Linked DNA regions of Mus musculus: region 1 is linked to region 2. A link is a contact called in public promoter capture Hi-C data. All regions are on one chromosome and are shown on one strand. The core of a region is the stretch at or near the end of the contact, and the rest is flanking DNA. Distances in the headings are between cores, read along the strand shown. Region 1 overlaps Usp12 (ubiquitin specific peptidase 12). Region 2 has its middle 11 kb from the start of Gm34700.

Region 1 (6,534 bases), core at 729-3,228, 69 kb after region 2:
GGGAATGTCTAAAACAGAAACTACGAAATGCTGTTTTTAAAGAGCTACAGATGAACAGTCAGCTCCATGCATTAGGTCATTTCCAAAGCCAGGGCCTTTACAACATTCCCTTGGCGAGTGTGGCTGTTGGATCAAGACTGTCTGAAGCTGCAGGCAGTGTCATTCACCTGAGACGCAGTTCTCAGTCACCACCAGGCACCCGGCACGTGCAGCTGCAACAGATTCTGAGCACTGAGAACACAGAACTGTAAGCTCAGAGGCCCCCACGGCTACACTGGCCCCCACGGCTGCACTGGCTCCCACGGCTACTGTTGATGATGATGCTAGGGAACACTGGCTTCACAGACAGCATGAATAGAAGACAGAGTAAAAGAAGAGTACACACTACGTATCAGTCACCCATGTGTGCTACAACTAACATAAGACCAACTCCTAAGCCTTTGCAAAGGTAGAAGAAAACCAACTAGAAAACTGGCAAAGGAAATGAACAGGTGACACAGACTAAAAATTCAGATACTTAGCAATACTTAACTAACTGGGAGACGAAAACTAAAACAGGGCAAGCACGATTTTGGCCATCACTTTGCCAGTGTGAGAACATGCCTTACTTGGCATGAGTGGAAAGGGTCACTCGTCAACACTGGCGCTAGGGCAATAGTGGAATGGCAGGCATGCGCTGAAGGGCAGTCTGCATGGGGGTTCTAACAAAATGCCGTCTAGCGCTCAAGAGTGCAGCCAGGTGAATGTGGTCGCACAAGGAAACAGAAGTCTGGAGATATCCTAGATGCTTCTGAAAACAATGGGTCAAGTTTAAGCCATGCTATGGCTCTGCTATGGTCGTGAGGGAACAGCTCTCCGTGAACACGGGGCATGGCTACATTTCCAAAACACTCAGTAGGAAGGAAGCGGAGCATGTACGGCTCCATCAAACCCGACCTGCACTTTCTCTGTGGACATGATTAAGTGCATATAGAAAGCGCTGCTAAGATCCAGCTGGTCCTCGGGAGCGTCTAGTTTCTCTGTGGATTCTCAGACCACACAGCATATTGATTATCCACTCAACAATGAAGTGCAGCGTGTTGTGCAAGCCTCCCCACCCCGCTCTCCACCTGCGTGCTGCATACCCTTCCCATCCGGCTGCTTCTTAAGCCCTTTCAGTGTTTTCCTTCCTTTCTCACAGGGTCTCACTCCATGACTCAGGCTGGTCTGTATCTCATAGCAATCCCCATGCTTCAGTCACCAGTGCTGCGACTCTAGGTGGGAGCCACCACTCCTGTGCCTCAGCCTGCCCCATTTCCACCACAACTTACCCAGTGTTAGGTGGCTCCCCTGACTTGGCCCACAAGGTCTCCCTGGATTCTATACTGAGAATAACAAGTTTGTCTTGTAGATCTGAGTCTTTCTACCTCCTGTACTGCAGGGTAAATTCCCACAAACCCTGCCCAACTCGTTCCTGCCCAGCTTTCGCACACTCAAACCCATTCTGCACATTTCAATCTCAAACCAATGCAGTAATAATGCAGCTGGAGTGGCCCTTCACCCCTGCCTGCTGGATTCCAGGCCCCGAAAGCCCCGTGAGACGTATAAGAGCCCAAAGCCCACGAGTCCCAAGGCTGCAACATGCCCTAGTCCAAACAGACTTAACATCAATTTGATCTTTAGCTCTCTATACTTGCATGCTGTGATTTGCCCATCAGGGACAGTTGATCCAAAGCACTGTGGCCCACTTCCCATTCCTACAAGCAAGAGCACTGCAGGCCACCCACCCCTGCACTGAGTGTATGCTGCTGACCACTCCACAAACCCTCTCATGGTTCCACCTGAAGCCATGCAAATCACACTACAAGCTCTAGGCGGCTCTAAAGGTGAGATAGCGGAAGTCAATGACCTTTAACCTTTGCTCTCAGTGTGGCAAACCCTCTCTGAGGCACTACTTCCTAATGCTGGGGCTCCTCCTCCATGTCCACCCTCCCCGCTGCTTCTGGGCGTTGTCTCTCACCTACCTCTGACTTTCCAGCCTGCAGCTGCCACTTCTAACTTACTTCATGCTTGCTTGAGTATCAGAGCCCGCCAAAGGAAAAGCATAAAGATCTATCCATACAGAGAGCCACCACCCTTTCACTGACTAAATGCCAGCTTCTCCCAACTCACTGGTGGCCTGACTCACAGACCACCCCAATATCCACGGCAACCTTAATATCTCAGTGTCAAGGTCACTTCCTTGAATGAACCTCTTTTTCTTTAAATACAAAAACAGCAAAACAAAACAAGAGACAGCTTTTCACTTGCTCACTAGTGTTAAGAACCAGAAGAATGATAAAAAGACATTAGAAAATCAGAATGGCCTGGGTGATGCCTCTTACCTGTGACCTTGACACTGGAGGCTGAGACACATTGAGTTTGTTTAGTTTGATGTCAAGCTGAGTTACAGAGTTCAAGGCTCGTGTAGGCTTCAGAGGAGATGCAAGGGAGAGGGAAGGCAGGGTGAGGAAGTGAAGGGAGGCAGGAAGTCTTTCTAAGAATAGCTGGGAACCTAGTTACCAGCTTCGATGATTACCTCATGGCAGTGGGCAGCACACACTGGATCAACGCCACCATCTCTAACACTGTAATCTTCCCTTAAAAGCCACTTTCACGTATATGCACGTTCTTTCAAAACAACTGCTATGCTTATTCTTCAAAGATGCAAACGAGTTTTTAATGAAAATCTTCTTGGGGAGGAGAAAGGAGTGAGTAGTCCACGTACCAGTGGCTTCAGATCCCTGAAAAATGCCCTACCTTGAACTTTAGAACTGATACAGGAGGCAGGGCAGCAGCCCCATGTCTTCAGTAAATGTTATGCTCAGTATACCAGCATCTTGCAACCCCCGGACAGACGATGGCTACTTACAGTTTAAAGGGATCAGCAGGATTATACAAATATCAACTCACAGCCAGAGGGAAGAGCTGAAGGGTTGCACTGTACTGCTTACAATGGCCACGTTTTCTTCCTAATACAGAAATAGCTAGAGCTTTCATAAGAAAGCAGTGTGCTGTTCTTAGGTGAAACAGAACTGGATAAAGTAAACATGAGAATTATACTCAAATCTTTCTAACAGGTGTCATTTACAAACGTCTGGCGTGTGCTCCTTTGCAGCACGCCCAGGCTTACACGCACGGATTTATGTTTTCAGTGACACATGACTTTGTCATCACTCCACTCTTCACATTCAGATCCCGTCAGAACCAGACCCTTCCTTAGTCAGCACAGCTGCATTGCTAGCACAGCAGGGGTGGCGGCAGGGACCCAGGATGTGATTAATGTTTTTTGAATGAATGAATGAATGAACAAATAAATGAATGAACAACTGAACAAAAACAGGTGTTCAAACAGCTATGAAATGTGCAAAAAGATGTGGCTCATAACAACGTGAAAAAATGCATACACGCATACATACATATATGCCATATCTAGTATACAGGCTAAGGTTTATAAAGTCAGACAGAGCTCAAAGCCACTGATATGGCTCAAGGCCACCTTAAGGTCTGAGAACTGCTCAGCTGACAGTGAGCACTGACAGTCACCTCACTCACCTGTGTGGCATTTCCTCCATGGTAAAATGGCGCCTACAGGAAGCAGCACTGGCTAGAGGGGCTCACAGCGTCCCTGAGGACTGCAGCAGCCCTGCCTTACCCTTCAATGCTGTTCTCACCATCCAATACCCATCCATGCATGGGGCTCCTGTCCCAATGACACCTACAGCCCCTGACAGCTTCCCAGACTCCGTAACTGTTCTGTTCCGGCTGGCCACCCTCCAGTGCACCTCACAGCACTCTCCAGCACTCTCTGCTTCCATCCCACTTACCTAGGCTGCCAGGCGGCCTCTAATCTCACCTGATCAAAAAACCTAGGATAGCAAAAACTCTTCTCAAGGATAAAAGAACCTCTGGTGGAATCACCATGCCGGACCTAAAGCTGTACTACAGAGCAATTGTGATAAAAACTGCATGGTATTGGTATAGTGACAGACAAGTAGACCAATGGAACAGAATTGAAGACCCAGAGATGAACCCACACACCTATGGTCACTTGATCTTTGACAAGGGAGCTAAAACCATCCAGTGGAAAAAAGACAGCATTTTCAACAAATGGTGCTGGCACAATTGGCAGTTATCATGTAGAAAAATGCGAATTGATCCCTTTCTATCTCCTTGTACTAAGGTCAAATCTAAGTAGATTAAGGAACTCCACATAAAACCAGAGACACTGAAACTTATAGAGGAGAAAGTAGGGAAAAGCCTCGAAAATATGGGTACAGGGGAAAAATTCCTGAATAGAACAGCAATGGCCTGTGCTGTAAGATCGAGAATCGATAAATGGGACCTCATAAAATTGCAAAGCTTCTGCAAGGCAAAAGACACCGTCAATAAGACAAAATGACCACCAACAGATTGGGAAAGGATCTTTACCTATCCCAAATCGGATAGGGGACTAATATCCAACATATATAAAGAACTCAAGAAGGTGGACTCCAGAAAATCAAATAACCCCATTAAAAAAAGAGTGTCCCTACACCCACACTAGATGGCTGCTCACACTTCCATGCTACCTCTGCTTGTTTCTCCTTCCTAGTAAAGTCACACCACATACACACAGAGTTGTGGGCACTCGCCCTCCCCTGTGGAGGGTCAGGCCTCCACAGGGCTGGTATACAACAGGAAATCAGTATGCAAGGATCAATGTGAACAAGTACCTAGTCATCAAAGATAGCACCGGCCGTGGTGGCGCACGCCTTTAATCCCAGCACTCGGGAGGCAGAGGCAGAGGCAGAGGCAGGCGGATTTCTGAGTTCGAGGCCAGCCTGGTCTACAAAGTGAGTGCCAGGACAGCCAGGGCTATACAGAGAAACCCTGTCTCAGAAAACAAAACAAACAAACAAACAAACAAACAAACGAGTGTTGCTGTGGAGCTGAAGGAGTCCTGTGCCTGTGCACATACCGGGAGATAAAACCTAGAACACAGACTTGTTGAATGAGTAGAAACCAAAGTCTGTTCCTTCTCCAAATGCAAACAATTAACAAATGGAAGCGGCAACGAGGGTGACTGTGCTGAGAACGCATGCGCCTCTAACCCTGACCCGGGACGGAAGAGGTCAAGGCAGGCGGTCAGCCCAACAGGGCTTCCCAGAGATTTAAAGGAAAGCATATGAGGGGGAAGACAGTAACCTACTTCATCTATACACCCCACAAAATTCTCAAGAAGAAATCCAAAACCCTGAGGTAAATATTAATGTATTCCAAATCATATTTGCAGATGCCAACAATACCAAGAAATAAGAATAGAAAGTATGAGAAGACACGCTTATCATAAATGTTTAACTGGCATCTGTCTCACTGAAGCAGGCAGTAAGGAGGTCTGCTGCTTTATTCATTTCCTAGATACAAACAAAACCAAAACAAACCCAACAACAACCACAACTTTAAAAACCCTCTACAAACCAGGAAGTCTTCAAGCATGGAATTGAATAGGATGTTCAAAACACTGTAACTTCAGGGCTTGGGCCACTGCTCGATTGCTCATTTATGCTCGCTCGCTCTCTCTCTCTCTCTCTCTCTCTCTCTCTCTCTCTCTCTCTCTCTGTGTGTGTGTGTGTGTATGTGTGTATGTGTGTGCACTAGCTCAAGTGTGTACTCAGCTTGACCTGTGCCCAGCATCAATCAAAGCACAGGTAATCAATTTTTTTTTTTTTTTTTTTTTTTTGGGTTTTTTGAGACAGGGTTTCTCTGTGTAGCCCTGGCTGTCCTGGAACTCACTTTGTAGACCAGGCTGGCCTCGAACTCAGAAATCCACCTGCCTCTGCCTCTGCCTCTGCCTCTGCCTCTGCCTCTGCCTCTGCCTCTGCCTCTGCCTCTGCCTCTGCCTCTGCCTCTGCCTCTGCCTCTGCCTCTGCCTCCCGAGTGCTGGGATTAAAGGCGTGCGCCACCACTGCCCAGTTGGTTTTTTTGTTTGTTTGTTTTTGTTTTTGTTGTTTTGGTTTTTTTTGAGTTTCTTAAAAACAGAAAGGAAAAAAAAAGCCAAAACAAAACAAAACTGTGCAGATCTGGAATCTAAACAAGTAAATGCCTCTCATGAGAGGGAAATGTGGTCTGCAAGAAAGACTCAAATGTTCTGTATATGAGGAAACCAAACACCTCTTACACCTCTTCAGAATGCCCAGTGGCTTCAACAACAGCCCCTAACGGTGCCAGGCAGTCTAGAAGTCAGGGGATAGCTCTTCCTAGACTCATTCCAACCCACTCGATGAGCAATGTAACTGACCACCTTACAGGTACCATTACACCTGAGTATACTCAGTAAAGACCTCAGTCATGGCCATGAGCATCGTACGTGAGAGGGAGATCAAACTCAACAACGACTTACCACCACCTCTACACTGATCTGAGGCAGCAGCACTGCCATAGAGACAGAGCTGGCTAGGAAGGAAGGGAGCCAAGCACCAACTCAGCCACTTCCCAGGGACTCTGCAACCTTGGGCAAAATGATGCCCATCTCAT
Region 2 (6,285 bases), core at 21-2,520:
CGGTGACGGCTCTGTAGCCGTGTGAATGTAATAATGCTGACAGCGTGCATTTAACAGTTAAGATGGGAAGCCTTGCCTTATATGTACTTCGTGATTGATTATTTTTCAAGTTTGGTTGTAAAGCCCAGGCACCTTTAGACAAATCGAGCTGCCTCCAAGAGAAGACGGCATCAGGCTTTGTCCATGGCCAGGGGATGCCTGGCCTTTCCACACAGCCCCTGCCCATGAGCTGCTGCTCCTGCCCAAAGCGAGAGCACCCACCTGCTCCCCGAGCCCTGATCTCACCGCTTGTATCTGCCTAGAAAGGGACTTCCCAAGAGGTCACTGGCCACCTGTGGTCAGAGGTGGCCCTGCATGCTTGGGTCTCTCCCAACCGGTGGTAAATGCACGCAGCAAGATCCACACTCTGCGTTCTTTCTGCATACCATGCTGCTCCCGCAGAGACCGCACACACTTGGTGCTTAATAGATAGTCGAGGAAGAGAAATGCGAAAGGAGGCAGGGGAGGGTGAGAAAGGGAGATGGAGGGATGGGAGGGAGATGCGCCAACGTGGGTCAGAACTCACCTCCGCTTTATGGGTACAGATAGGGCCTCAGGATGAACGGGCAGCGGGCCATTCCCGCGGGGCTCAATTTCTCCCTCCCCTGTCTCACTCCCCAGAATTTTGGAAGTGACGGTACTCATATCCTCAGGAGGGCTGCTCAATGTGAGTGGCATCGGGGCCCATGACGAAAGCCACTCACCCCACCCCCACCCCCACCCCCAACCCCACCCCCACCCCTACCCCCACACGCTGTTGCTTTTTGCTGCCCTAGAACAAGAAACACAGAATATTCAATTCCTGAGCAGGCTTCGCACATCCAGGGTGCTACCCATTAGCTCACACCACCTGGGCACCCTATCCTCCCTTGGCCTCCTGGACCTCCCTGGCTCCCTCAGCCCCCGGGGCCCCGTATTATCCACACAATCTGTTCCCGGGTGATAATGAAACTCTCAGGTCAGGAAGAGGGAAGCTTTGTGACCCTCCTGTCGGGAGGAGGGGGTCTCTTTGCTTGTCGGACCCTGGTATTTGCTCACCTGACATTTCAATTTTGTGACAAGGTGACATGCAAAGGGGAGAGGGCACATTTTTTTGGCAGGAGAGGTAATTTATTAGACATCCACTCGCCAGCTATAAACATCTCCTTTCGGTTTGCTATTGCAGTCCCGGCCTGCCACAGGGCTGATCCCTGGTTAATGCATAACTTGGTGAGTGCCACTCTCAGGGCAGGCAAGCCTCATGCCCCCAGCTCCTCACTTCCTCCTCCACCTGACCTGACAACGGGGCCATGTCACCCTCTGCTTGCAAAGAGGCGGGCCTGAAGCTGGAGTCCCACACCGGTTGACCCAGAGTGACATGAGGTCACGCTTACTGAGTGCAGTAGGCTAGGCTTCGAGTTTTCCACCCGTGTGGGATGGCTGTGACGGCCACCTTAACACAAAAGCAGCTGCTGCACCCTGGGGATGAACCTTCTGTTTTCTGACATCCTCCCTGTGGCTTCAAATAATCAAGGACGGGGAGGAACACGCTGCAACTGCGGTGCTCTGGGGTGAGATGGAAAACAAACACGCAGGGCTAGAACCGGTGTACACGCGCCTTTAATCCCAGCACTCCAAAGGCAGAGGGAAGGCAAAACTCTGTGAGTTCAAGGCCAGCCTGTCGACATAGAGTTCCAGGACAGCCAGAGCTACGAGATTCTATCTCAAAATAAATGAAAGAAGAAAGAAAAAGCAGGTCACTTACCAATGGAACTGACTGAAGTATCCCCAAATATCCAAAGTAAACTTGGTGGCCGAAGGGAGACTTCTAGAAAACCTTAGAACGTAACACAAATATAGAGAAGCATGTTTGGTTGCAACTTGATAAATTCCCATGAAGCAAGTCTGCCTACCTAACTTGAACAAATTCAAAACAGAGCTTGGCCAGTTAGTTGGGACTAACCCCAGGTACCCCAAGTCAGAGTGACCCTCATCCTGGCCACCATCAAAGGTCTCCGTTTCCTGAATGTTCTATTGCATCTGGCTTCTCTCAGCATCCTGGTACCTATGGTTGAAGTCCACTCCTTCCATTAGTTTATTTCCCTGGGGAATATAGGTTGTGTATAGCTTTGGCCAGCATGTCAAAAACGCAGGTTCTGGGTGAGGCTGGAGAGATGGTTCGGTGAGTAAGCACAGGCTGGCGGCTCTCCCGGCAGACCCCAGTTCGAATTCCAGCACCTACCTGGTAGCTCACAATTGTCAATAACTCCACTTCCAGAGGATCAAGTGCCCTCTTCTGGTCTCTGCAGGCAGGCACCAGACACGCACATGGTATACTGACATATATACAGGCAAAACACTCATACACGTAAAATTAAAAATTTAAAATGCAGGTTAGAAGAAGGGACATCCTTGGGTTTTGATATCTGGTTTGATAGCTGGGTGATACTGGAGCCAATATCCTGCAGATATCTAGAAATGCCTGTGATGTTTTCACTTTACAAAGACAGCAGGGGCCTCTGTGGAGCCTTTTGTGAGGTGGGAAGGTCTTAGGATGTAGCCCAGTTTGATATGCACCTGTCACATAGGGAATCTTGCTTTGGGTTTCCTGGTCTGATGTTTGGTGTTGGGCTGAACCCAGAAACAATAGGGAACTTGCAAAAAGGAATTTGTGTTGGGGACGGATGGAGATAGGTGAGACTGAATGAGGGCCAGGTCCACAGGACACTTTTCTGAGTTAGCCAGCCCAGAGTCGGAGAAGGGAATGTCTGTGTGAGATTGACTTTCACCTAATGTAAGCAGAGATAAATGGAGAGAGACTCTTACAAAAACAACCCAAGTCTCAACCGCGGGTCATAAACACACCTTGGACACTGGGGCTCTGTGTGCAGATGACATGGGATGTAGTGGGAAGAGTGGGGGCCAGGAGAGCGCCCACCACACAGCCTAGTGGCCTGCCTTCTCGTGTTCAAAGGCCACATAAAAATGCTGGAGGTGGTGTGTGTGGGCAACACCAGCGCTCTGATAGCCAGATGGGAGGCAGAGACAGGAGGACCCCGAAGCTGGAGCTCAGAGCCAGCTAGCCTGGGCCACAGCGCAGTGGCAAACAGCAAAGAAGCCTTCCCCCATCCCCAAACTACGTGGAAACCAAGGACTGCCTTTGCTTTCAGAGTGCTAGGATTAAAGATGTGCACCACCACTACCTGGCTAAGGTCACTTTTTATTTGGGCGTCCCAAATCCAATTCAAACCCATCAACAAGCAGGTGTGAGATGTAAATGCAGAGAGAGTCAAAGCTGCAGCAAGATCACAAAAAGCTCAGATGTTGCCCTACATGGGCAGGACCACGCTATGCCTGGAGTCTCATCCCCTCTTGCACATCCACACAGTGTGGCCAATGAGAAGAACCAGATATCTAAGGGGGGTTGGGTCATGAGGAAACACTAAGGGTCTCAAAAAAAAAAAAAACCTGTCCTTCAGTGAGGTGTTGTTTGCCTCTTGCTGGGCTGCCCTGGGTGTCATCGCTGGTTCAAACTGACCTCCTGCTCATTGTCTCGGCTGAATTCGCCCTTTTCTCCCTGGGAGCACAGGACTCGAAACATCTCTACAGATGTTTTCATCGTCAGCACATCTGCAGTGAAGTGCACAGAAGGGATTCCACTAGACTCACATACTAAGGGGTGGGGCATGGGAAACAGACACACATCTGTAATCCCAGCATTTAGGAGACAGAGGCAGACGGATTTCTGTGAGTTCAAGGCCAACCCTGATCTACATGGTGAGACCCTGACTCAAAAGCGAAAGAAAGAGGAAGAAGTAGGGGAGGACAGGAGAAAGAGGAAGAGAGAGGGAGATGGGGAGGACAGGATGGAAGGAGGAGGGAGGACAGAGGACGGGAGGAGGGGGGAGAGAGGGGGAAAGAGAGAGACTGAAACTACTGAAACACTGCATGTGTCTTTTAAGGATGTGGACCGTGTGGTAACCATTTAAGGAGGCTGCCGTAGCAACACTTCACTTCAGTTATTATTATTTTTTTATGGGACCATTATCATCCAGAGCCCCAGGATTAATAAAAACAGAGAGTGATAAAGGGACACTTGAGGGAGGCTGACGCTATCTACTGGATCATAAGAGGAATTAAAGCTCCCGTTTGGAATAACCAATTCTGCTTGCCTCACAAGCTCAGAAAGCAAACCAGAAAGCTCAAAGGGCACATGAGGGGCCGTAGACGTGAGGCCCCCACGAAAATCCAAGGAGTCACCTCTCAGGGTTCCTGTCTTCCTGCCCACACATCACATCCTCATTCAAACAAACTTGGGGAGAGAGGGAAGAAGGGATCTTCTGGTGCCCTCACCCCCACCTACCCTCCCTTTCATTCACAGTGGACACTCGTGAGGCCTAGTGTCGTGGCTGTGACACTGTTGGCAGTTGGACTCCCTACGGCTGGTTTTCTCTGCACTTGAGCCAGCTACCTCCTGTCCTGCCCTTTAAAGAAGCCAATAGAGTGCTCTGACGCATAACAAGCCACACCAAAGCAACTGCCAGGTGTCTTGCCCTGTCTTTGGAATCCCAAGGCCCTCCTTAAATGTCTTGCCAATGGCTCCTTTCCGTTCTGTTTTCCCCAGCCCTGCAAACATATGACCACAGAGAGCCGGGAGCTGTTGTCAAGGAGGGGAGAGCCTGAGAGAGTGTCTATAAGATGAGAGGAAAGAGAAGAGAAAGACAGTACCCAGGCGGGCTGTGCCTGACCCACCCTGACCTTCTCTCCTGTCTGCACATAGCAGAGCTGGGCTTGGTGACCAAAGTGCACGTGCAGATGAAGAGCTGAGGGCCGTGGAGAAGCTATGAATTGAGATGGTGACCAAGCATCTATACCCCACGTAATGTATATCACTGAGACGGCTCCGTCAAACACAGACAGGGCGGATGGAAGTAGAGTCTCTGTCCCCCTTTTTGCTTTCTATGAATGGCAACCTCAACCCCACCCCAATCTTCCCTGTGATTCTGACAGCACATGGGCCCACTTTGAGCTCAGCCACTCCTGTACTCCCTACCTGATGTTACCTAAAGGAAATGGGAGGCCCGGTCCCAGCAGGGGGCACTCACACCAAGGATAACATCAGTATCCAGAGTATTCAGAGACCTGAATCAGGGCCCAGAGATACAAGGCAGCCGGCAGTCAGGAGCTGTGCCTTGCGTTCATACAGAGAGACGCATGCAGGGCAGCTGGGCACTCTCAGCATGGGATACCTACACCTCTGTGACCCCGCCCTGAGAAAGAGACAAACAGACAACTCGATGTGTAGGCTACGGCTGATCACAGGATGTGGAGAAAGCAGACAGGGTGGGTGACAGAGATTCACAAGGTCCCCGTAGGGCCAGGCATGAGATGCCTGAGAAGCCCAGAAGCAGGTGAACAAATGGGTACCCCATCTGCATTCCGTGCTGCAGCCAGGTCAAGCTTCCCTAAGTACATTTAATCACTAAGGGCTTCCCCATGGTTGTTAAGACACTGTGGAAGCCATCTCCCTTTTCCAGGGTAAAGAGCTCAGCATTTCAGGCTTATCTTTGCTCCTCTGTGGACAGACACAGGGAGGAGATGAAAATTCACCACGGAGATAATTTCCAAGACAGGATGCACTGTCAGCCCAGATGCCAGCTCAGGATCAGAGTCCCTGGGGAAGGTGGCTGTGACTCACACTGGCCTCTCCGTCCCTTCTGACTAGCTTTTCTGCTCACGGTCTGGTCCCACCAGTGCCCCAGTTCCGTTTCCTGCCCTTCTCACAGTGGAGACTTGAGGTGCTTAGTGACTGTAAACAGCACAGGGAAAGGGGTCCAACCAACCCAGATACTCCAGTTTCCCACGAGGTCTGGCTCTCGAGTGGGGGAAGGCTGAAACAGAGCCAATTGGCTGGCTGTCAGTGCATAATCCAAACATGGCCAAGGCCCCTTGGCCAGCAATAAACCCAGCTCTGTGAAAACAGACCCTGGAGCCAGGGATACAGCCCTTGCCTCGATAATGATTAACCAGCAGCCAGGGGGCCCTGGAGGTCAGGGTGATCATGAGAAAGCTCCCTTAAACCTACCCCCAAGCAGGGGTAGCCTGGGGGGCCTGGGGGAAGCCAGCCTGGCATCACTACTAACCAGGGCTTCCCACCTCCATTGAGGACACACTCTCAGCCAGCCAGCAGTCTCTCACCTCCGTCATGGGAACAGGAGCCCTGATATCACAGACTGAGAGAATGGGCCCTTGTAAAGTCCAAGGTGA

What was found. Capture Hi-C pulls out chosen DNA fragments and counts their contacts.
Region 1: a promoter capture Hi-C map of liver shows a contact between it and region 2, with 1.7 times the contacts expected there. The contact joins two enhancer-like sites. A contact is called at or near these places in 2 of 484 Hi-C or Micro-C datasets (nephron progenitors and pancreatic cancer cells), 1 of 115 datasets of contacts at active chromatin or transcription factors (embryonic stem cells) and 2 of 9 other capture datasets (adipose tissue and liver).

Annotation. Positions count from the first base shown.
Region 1 is chr5:146,755,588-146,762,121 of GRCm38.p6, forward strand. The region is part of intron 3 of Usp12 (ubiquitin specific peptidase 12); the gene reads right to left. Among named protein-coding and RNA genes, the nearest start is that of Usp12, 36 kb to the right of the region's middle. Within about 2 kb of position 1,979, at least 50 of the 459 cell types and tissues checked have an H3K27ac peak or open chromatin away from gene starts, as enhancers often do. A contact at or near this core is called in liver and pancreatic cancer cells, where this site is marked.
Region 2 is chr5:146,686,806-146,693,090 of GRCm38.p6, forward strand. No RefSeq gene overlaps it. Among named protein-coding and RNA genes, the nearest start is that of Gm34700, 11 kb to the right of the region's middle. Within about 2 kb of position 1,271, at least 55 of the 459 cell types and tissues checked have an H3K27ac peak or open chromatin away from gene starts, as enhancers often do. A contact at or near this core is called in liver and pancreatic cancer cells, where this site is marked.